Regions from separate parts of the Mus musculus genome. Here regions 1 and 2 are each linked to region 3. Evidence: chromatin contacts called from public promoter capture Hi-C data. All regions are on one chromosome and are shown on one strand. Each heading gives the region's core, a stretch centred on a gene start, on an enhancer-like site or on the middle of the called end of the contact. The rest is flanking DNA. Distances are from core to core; before and after follow the strand shown. Region 1 holds the start of Rbm45 (RNA binding motif protein 45). Region 2 holds the start of Prkra (protein kinase, interferon inducible double stranded RNA dependent activator). Region 3 holds the start of Sestd1 (SEC14 and spectrin domains 1).

The links. Promoter capture Hi-C pulls out the DNA fragments that hold promoters and counts their contacts.
Region 1: a contact with region 3 is called in a promoter capture Hi-C map of liver, with 2.3 times the contacts expected there. The contact joins the promoter of Rbm45 here to the promoter of Sestd1 in region 3. A contact is called at or near these places in 2 of 39 promoter capture datasets (the 3T3-L1 cell line and liver).
Region 2: a promoter capture Hi-C map of liver shows a contact between it and region 3, with 2.2 times the contacts expected there. The contact joins the promoter of Prkra here to the promoter of Sestd1 in region 3. A contact is called at or near these places in 2 of 39 promoter capture datasets (the 3T3-L1 cell line and liver), 1 of 115 datasets of contacts at active chromatin or transcription factors (pancreatic cancer cells) and 1 of 9 other capture datasets (adipose tissue).

Annotation. Positions count from the first base shown.
Region 1 is chr2:76,368,650-76,371,349 of GRCm38.p6, reverse strand. It overlaps Rbm45 (RNA binding motif protein 45), which reads right to left and starts at 1,366. Exons shown (of 10, transcript NM_153405.2): 1 at 922-1,366. The coding sequence starts at 1,221.
Region 2 is chr2:76,646,612-76,649,311 of GRCm38.p6, reverse strand. Prkra (protein kinase, interferon inducible double stranded RNA dependent activator) reads left to right here and starts at 1,285. Exons shown (of 8, transcript NM_011871.3): 1 at 1,285-1,520; 2 at 2,018-2,187. The coding sequence starts at 1,456.
Region 3 is chr2:77,279,299-77,281,998 of GRCm38.p6, reverse strand. It overlaps Sestd1 (SEC14 and spectrin domains 1), which reads left to right and starts at 1,407. Exons shown (of 18, transcript NM_175465.6): 1 at 1,407-1,444.

The sequences.
Region 1 (2,700 bases), core at 117-2,616, 910 kb after region 3:
GAATGACCTAGCACACACCTTGTTCTCAAAAATTTTAACCCCGTTCCTCCCTTGCTCTCCCCCCGCCCCCATTTATTTCCCCTTCTCTACGTGCTCATGGCTGGCCTCTTCTTTCTTCTTCCTTTTCTTTCTCTCTTCTTCTTCTTCCTCCTGCTCCTTCTTCTTTCCCTCCCCCTCCTCCTCTCCCTCTGCCTTTCTCTGCCCCTACTACCCTCTAACTCCCCTCCCCATGCCCAGGTGCAGCATAGAAGAGGGGCTGGAGACACTCTAGCCCACAGTCCATGAACACTCGTAAATGGTATTCTTACAAAACCCAAACCAGAATTCCCCCACACCTTGCACCGTTTTCTAGGTTTGCCCCTTTCCAGTATAGCATAGCTTGTCACAAAATACTTTTACTTTGATAATTTTCTGTTTATAGGCATGGTGCTGTAATTTTTTTTTTACTTAAGAGATCCTTCAAGCTTTGTAAAAGTAAAATACACGAGGAAAAAAAACCCTAAAACTAAATTTTCTAGTCGCGAAGGTAATTACAGTGTTCGAGAGAGGAAGCTCAGAAAAGTTTTCACAATAGACAGGAAGACGGGGACAGGAGGTTGACTGACTTACGAGGTCAGCCACAGTTGTGCTATCCTTGGATGTGGCTACCCAATCTGTTCCCAGGGTAAGAGGCTCCTTTGGCCAGAGGCCGGGGATCCGCTCCTCCAAGCCATCCTCGGCACACTCACGGTGCGTGCAGAATCCAACCCCTCTCCTACCAGATGCACAGCATCCCCGGCGCAGCAAAGGGGCGGGAGAGACCCCAACCCATACCGCCGTCACCCTCGCGAGCACCCTCAACCCCGGGCACCCATATCCCAAACACCCCAACCTGGGCATCTCTACCTCACACACCCTAAACCAGGCACCTCAGCCCCGCACCTTGATGGGCTTGGTGTCGCTGGGACCCAGGCACTGTCCGTGCATCTCCTCCATTGCCCGGCAGGCCTGTGAGCTGCGCGCGAACTTGACGAAGGCCACGCCCTTGGACTCCTTAGTGTGCTTGTCGCGCACCACCCAGATGTCCTGGATGTCTCCGAAGGGCGAGAAGCGCTCCCTCAGCACCAATTCGGATGTGTGCTTGCTGATCACTAGAAAAATGCGGCTGTTGGGCGGCTCATCCAGGCTGTCTACGCCCGGGCGGAATCCTCCGCTGCCTCCCAAGCCGCCGGCGTCGTCCATGGCGCCCCACGCGGGACCCAGGCGCAGCCCCCCTGCAGGCCCTGTTCACCCGGCAGGTTCTCGGCCGCTTCCCGGCCGCTTCCCGGCAGCTCCCCGTCTCGCCCCACGCCGGTAAGCAGCTCCGCTTCCGGAAGAGCCGAGAGCCGGAAAGCAGGTGCGTCCCGCAGTGAGGTCTGCGGGCTTCCGGGAACATTCTGCAGCGCCCCCTGGTGCCACGGTGGACTCAGCAATCTCAAATCTTCAGTCCCAGGGAAAACCAAGAATGGGTTTATGCAAACCACTTTGCCCTGTGGCTAAAAAGATCCACCTGCCTGATTCTTAAGCCTTCCCAAAGCTGGCTTCTACTAAGCCTGTAATCAGATTGCTACATTTGAGGCCTCCTGGGCTACATAGTAAATTTGAGGTCAGCAAAAGCACCACACCAAAAATATACAAAAAGCAGGCAGGCTTCACTCAAAATGGTCCATAGAGACAGGTACAAAGGACCATTGCGTTGGGGTCTTGCAGTAAGGGGGAGAGACTGGACTTGGTTCCAGTAAGATAAATGGAGGACAGTACAATATGAGTTAGTATAAGGACAATTACTGAAGATCGCGGGGTAAGAGAGACTCTCAGTAGATCTGCTTCCCAGAACTTAGGCTGTAGATAAGTGATAAGTTGATAAGTAATAAAACATTAACAGCCGGGCAGTGGTGGCGCACGCCTTTAATCCCAGCACTTGGGATGCAGCAGCAGGTGGATTTCTGAGTTTGAGGCCAGCCTGGTCTACAAAGTGAGTTCCAGGACAGCCAGGGCTATACAGAGAACCCCTGTTTCGAAAAACCAAAAAAAAAAAAAAAAAAAAAAAAAAAGACATTAACAGCAGTCAGACATCAAGGATAAGAATTATGGCGAAACTGACTTATCAGGATTTGTCCTCCAATTAGATTCCCCTAGAACAGAAAGCTGGAAGTTGGATCTAGTCAAGCAGAAGACCTGGGGGGAGTTTGTCTGAAATTTTGGTGAAAACACAGTCTTCATCACCGTTTTGGCGTGGCCTTGTTAGGATGGGTGTGGCCTAGTTAGAGTGGGTGTGGCCTTGTAGGAAGTGTGAGGTTGAGCTTTGGGAGTTTCAGTAGCAGTGCCTTCTTTCCCTCTTGTCTTTGGACCTGGAGGTAGAACTTCCAGCGGCTTCTCCAGCACTATTATCTCTGCCTGCTGCTATCCTTCCCGCCATGATGACGGTGGACTCAACCTCTGAAAGTGTAAGCCAGCCCCAGTGAAATGCTTTCCTTTATAAGAGTTACCGTGGTCATGGTGTCTCTTCGCAGCAATAGAATACTAAGAGTTAAAACCATAGAGTCTGATGGCTGAAAGGAGCCTTTTACAACCATGGAATCCTTATCCCTATTTTTAGAGATGAGGAAATCTGAGGCTCAAAGTTAAGATGCACAGGTAACAGAACCAGGCCCAGAGGCAGCTGTGTGTGTGATCTACGCA
Region 2 (2,700 bases), core at 36-2,535, 630 kb after region 3:
GAACCAAATACTTTTGTACATCAACCTAAAACTTCCATTAAAAAACAAACAAACAAACAAACAAACAAGCAAACAAAAAAACCTTTTAGGAGTCTCTCAGTAAGAATATTTCTAGAATTCAATTCTAGAGCATTAAGTAAACACAGGAGCCATTGTGCAAATAGTTCACAAATTCTAAGACGCTCTGAAGCGCTAACACACCCACAACATACTCTGTAGGTGGAGCGTTCCAGGTTAACGTCATCACTCTCCATTGCACAGGTCAACCGGAAGAGCAATCCTGGAAACTGGTCTAAATATCCTTGCTATGCACTCCACCTCCAGCATCTCTTTGGGGATCCCACATGTTCCCAAAGCAGAGGTTCTAAACCTGTGGGTTGCAAGTCCCCTGGGGTTGCATTATAGTAGCAAAACTACAGATATGAAGTAGCAAGAAATAATATTATAGTTGGCGAGGGGGAGAAGGGGTTGTCACCACGACATGAGGAACTGAATTAAAGGGTCACAGCATTAGGAAGAATGAAAACCACTATCCTAAGCAGGTCACAAGAGTCCGCCAGACAGCAGCGGGCCCGCCAGACAGCAGCGGGCCCAGGGATCCAGGGCTCTTAAAGCCACTGGCTGCCCCTTAGCTGACGCTCTCGGGTCTCAAGTTTCGGGGCCAAGATCCACAATTTTCTTAGTAATTTACCATTCGAATTTTTAAATCTTTCTTAAAGTAGTCCAACCCTTAATCTTTTTTCCTTGCTCCTCAAACATGCTAGGCTCGTAGCCTACTACTAGCTTTCTCGCTGAGAAGGAAGCCACCTCCCTTTAAGGACAAAGGACTGAGGCTCTCTGCACCACTAAAGGCGGGAGGGGAAACTCGGGGAACCGAAGCGGGGTGCAGGCAGGAGCCGGGAAGAGCCGGGACATGCAATGGAGGCGGGGCCTAGAAGGGTGAGGGGCGGGGCCGGGCGCTCAGAAGCTTTGGAAGCGGAACGGGGGGTGGGGGGAGGCGCCTGCAGAGGCTGGGAAGAGCCCGGACTGGCAGAGAGGGCGGAGCCAGGTCGCAGGAGGGGCGGGGCCGGGCTCTGAGAAGCTCTGGGAACCCAACTAGAGAGCGGGCGGTAGCTGGGAAGGACAGAAACTTGGCAGAGAGGGCGGAGCCCGAGGAACGGGAAAGGGCTGAGCACTGTGGCAAAGTGGAGCAAGAACATCGAGGGGCTGAGCATGGCAGAGAGGGGCGGGGCAGAGAGGCTGGGCAGAGAGGGGGTGTGGCCGGCTCTTCCGCGCCGAGGCCCCGCCTCTCCTTCCTTCTCCTCCTGTCCCTTAGCTGGAGGGAGGCAGGCAGCGATTCGAGGGGCGTCCAAGCGGCAGCGCGGGCACGCTCCTCTCGGGAACTGGCCGACGTGGAGAGGGAGGACCCAGATCCACACTTCTCTTGATTGCTGTGGCCAGCCGTCCCTTCTCGCCATGTCCCATAGCAGGCATCGTGCCGAGGCCCCGCCGCTGCAGCGCGAGGACAGCGGGACCTTCAGGTCAGCGCCGGGCCGTCGAGGCCTCAAGGCCCAAGACGGGTGGGCAGCGGGGCAGGGGCAGGGAGCCGGCTGTCGGGCAGCATTCTGGGTAAAGCTCCCCCCTCTCCCGGCGTGGCGCTGGGCCCGCCCTCCGGGCCCTGGGGGTCTGCTGCGCGCCCCGCCCCTCTAGTGACCCTAGGCAGCTAGCCGATCGGGAGGACTTGATCAGTGTTGAGGCGCAGACCCGGGTGTCTAGCTGCCTAGTCCAAGCCCACCCGATTTCTTTCAGCATCCCTCCCACCGCTCTCAAGTTCTCTGTACAGACCTCTCCACTCTCCTCCATGGGCTGCAGCACCCGGGGACAGGTGCTCGCCCAGGCCTTGCCACTGATCCTGGCCGCTGGGGAGCTGCAGAACCTTTTTGTCACCATTTGTGACTGTCAAAACTGAGAAGTGGATGCTTTTGCTTCCCTTTCAGCTTTGACGTGCAATGCCTACGTTTTTTTCTGGTTTTTGCAGTTTGGGCAAGATGATAACAGCTAAGCCTGGGAAAACACCGATTCAGGTATTGCACGAGTACGGCATGAAGACCAAGAACATTCCAGTTTATGAATGTGAAAGATCCGATGTGCAAGTACACGTGCCCACTTTCACCTTCAGAGTAACCGTTGGTGACATAACTTGCACAGGTCTGTATGCAGTTAATTCCCCATGACCATGTGGATTGGAGGCCCTGATTCTATGTTGCTTTTCAGTAAGGAAAAGCGCCCTTTTAATTAAGATGGCTGTGGGAGTGTACTCTGAAGACAAGAGACTCCAGGATCAACTTCATTTGTTTCGCTCCCTAGTTCTGTCTCGCTAAGATGTAAGGAAGCTCAGACACTCCCAGCATCCTGCACACTTTCCAGTACCTGGGGAGCCGGCTAAAGTTCCTCTTAAGAATTAAAAACTGGAAATATTCTTGGAGCTCCGATAGCCAAGTCCGTGGGTGCTATCGCCTTTCAAAGTTACAAAGTTACCAGCGCAGAGGCTAGTAGCCACGCCGTCAGAATTTTCCGAGTTTCCCTTTTTATGGACACATCTGGAACTTCGGATTCTTGGTACCTACCACGCTTGAGTGTGTGTCCATGAAAAATCAGGGAAACATAGAAGACTCCCATACTGTATTCCTTCAAGCTGCAGCGCACAGTAGCTTCTAGTTC
Region 3 (2,700 bases), core at 158-2,657:
GCCCTGGGGAACCCAAAATGAGCAAGGTCAAATCTCTGTTCTTTTAAGGATCACACGGTCCAGGAAGAAAAGACCACCAAAGAAAGAAAGTAGTAAAGATAATCACAGGAACTCAAAGGTTCTATGAAAGTAGAGAGGACAGAGTGTCTAGTTTATGGTGTGTGGGATGAGGCTGGCCTGTGAGCCAGTACTAGGAAGAAGTCATGAGCTGTCTTTGGGGATGGTAGGAGTTCATCTGGCTATGCAAGGGATGGATTTCAAGTGGGAGGAGCTATGGAAGCATAGCCTCAGAGCCTGTGGAATCTGTGTGGTGTGTGGATGTGGCAGAAGATAGAACAGCAGGTGAAGAGGTTGTGGAGTCTACTGCGGATTCTAGTCTACATACACAACCTATGAGGGTTTTTAGATACAGAAGAGGCACGCTGGGCTTCGATTGGGGGCCGGGGGAGGGTTGGCAGTTACATGGAACTCAAGCAGAAGTGAATCTAGAAAGCCATGGCTCTCAAGAGTGGCTAACAGTAGGATTTCTTTGACCAAGTAGTAGCAATAGACACAGATTTGTCACCCAGAATTAACAGGAAGAAATTGCTCTTCTATTTTCAGCCAAGCAGCTTAAACAGAGAAAGTTGGGTGCTTATTTGGAATGGAGAGAGATTGTTAACGAAACTGGGTTATACTGGGGTGGCCTTGTGCATCCTATGGAAGACCAGGCATAGCGACCATGTGGCCATTGTGGTTTTGTGCGGATGACTCTTTTGAACTGAATTCAGGAAATGACCTAAAAGTGACTTGTGCAATAAAATAATAAAAGAGGATACTGAGGTAGTCATCGTCAGAAAGCCCCGTTTGTGAATTTTGGATCATCCAATAGAAAGATCCCCAGAGTCAAACAAAAGTCTGGAATCCCAACCAGCTTTTGCCCCTCCAGTTTCCAACCCTGTGTGCATGGTACCACAGGCATCCCAGCACACAGGGGTTTCTACACTAGGGGAGACCTTAGAGACTATGGAAGTGGGAGATGGGTGAAGCAGGAGAAAACAAATAAAAGAGTGTTAGGACCACTCCAGCCACACTTCCTGACCCCCGGCCCGGGTAGCTTCCACCACCCACGCGGTCAAGCTCTACGGGGTGGGGACCACAGGACGTCAATCCCAAGTGCCCCGCCCCCTTCCGCGCCGGGCGGGGTCTCCGCGCGGCCGCCACGGGCGCACGCGAGGTCGCGCGGACAGGGCCAGGCCGCGGGTGCCGGGAGGTGGCCGGGCCACCCGCGCCGCCGCCCCCCAGCCTGACGCACGGAGGGCCGGGCAGCGATTTGCCGCGGGCCCGCCGCCCGGGCCGCTCCGCCCCCGGCCCGCCTCCCTCCCGCCTCGCCCAGCTCTCCGCCCGCCGCGCCGGCGTCCCCGCGTCGTCCCCAACGCCCGCCAGCCCGGCCCGCGCCAGCCAGGTGAGTGCGGCCGCGCGGGGCGGGGGGCGCAGGCCGCGCGGGACAGGGACGCGCGTGGCGCGGGCGGGAGGGCGGCGGCGGTTCCCCCACCCTGCTACGCCGCCGGCTGGTCCGCGCCCGCCGCAGACAAAGCGCCCGAGGTGCGAGCCCCGCGGGCCCTCCCCGCTCCCGCCGCCTCGGCCTCGGCCCGCACCCGTTGCGCCCGCGCCCTGGCGGGGTCCCTGGGCCCCGAATCCAGCAACAGGTTTGAGTGTCAGCCTGGATTCATGGGGTTCCACTCCCTCCCCGCGTGCGAGCATCCCAGGCAAGCCCCCGCGCCCCCGCATCCCGGCCCGCTCCTTTGTGTGTGCCGGTAGCTGCCGGTGCGGGACGCGGGCTGCAGGGCCGGAGCTCCGGGGTTGCCGTAGGGCTCGGCTTCTCCGGGGCCTGCGGGCGGGTCACAGCCCTCCAGTCACAGAGGGCCACAAAGGGAGGCCGGAGATACTTGGCCAGGGTGCGGGGACCTGAGATATCTAGTGTCCCTTAGAAAGAAGGACAGTCTCAGTATGCCCGGCTCTGGAGGGGATGGTGGGATTCACCCTGTCTGTGGCTGGGCATACAGACACTGACGACCCCTTGACTCTCCAGGCTTTGACACCTTCTCACACATGGCCCTCACCCAGAGAAGTTGGGAATTCTGCTGTGGGAATAACTAGACAGCTGCTGTTTGACAGGTCCTAGCTGTCTTTAGGTTTTGTCTGTATCCAGCATAACCCACCATGCCTGCCAGCAGTTTGACAATCTCTCACATTAACATTGTCATTCAGGGTACCCACCCCCCATGTTGGAAAATCCCTGTGGTTTTCTTTGGTTGAATCAATTTTATTTTATTTTTTTTAGGGGGGTGGATTTACCCCTATCAAGGAAGAAATCACAATAAAGAACAGTTATCTTTGTTTACAAACCTTGGGACTTGTCACACCTAGCTGGTTTCATTGGTATGCTATTTTAGTATAACAATACTAAATAGAAGGAAAATATCTTCCCTTTGCTTTAGGCAATAAAATACTTTCTTTGTTCTAGAACCAGGAAGCCTTTATACATAATACTTTTTTGTGGACAGAACTTGGTGGCTGCCTTTACCCTGTAACAATGACGACAACAAAACTCCAAAGGAATTACTAAGCATTTGCACATCTCTATTGATTGTTTTTATATCCCCAATTCCAGGAAATCATTTTGCTAAATATGTATTCAGACATCCCAGATCAATTTAA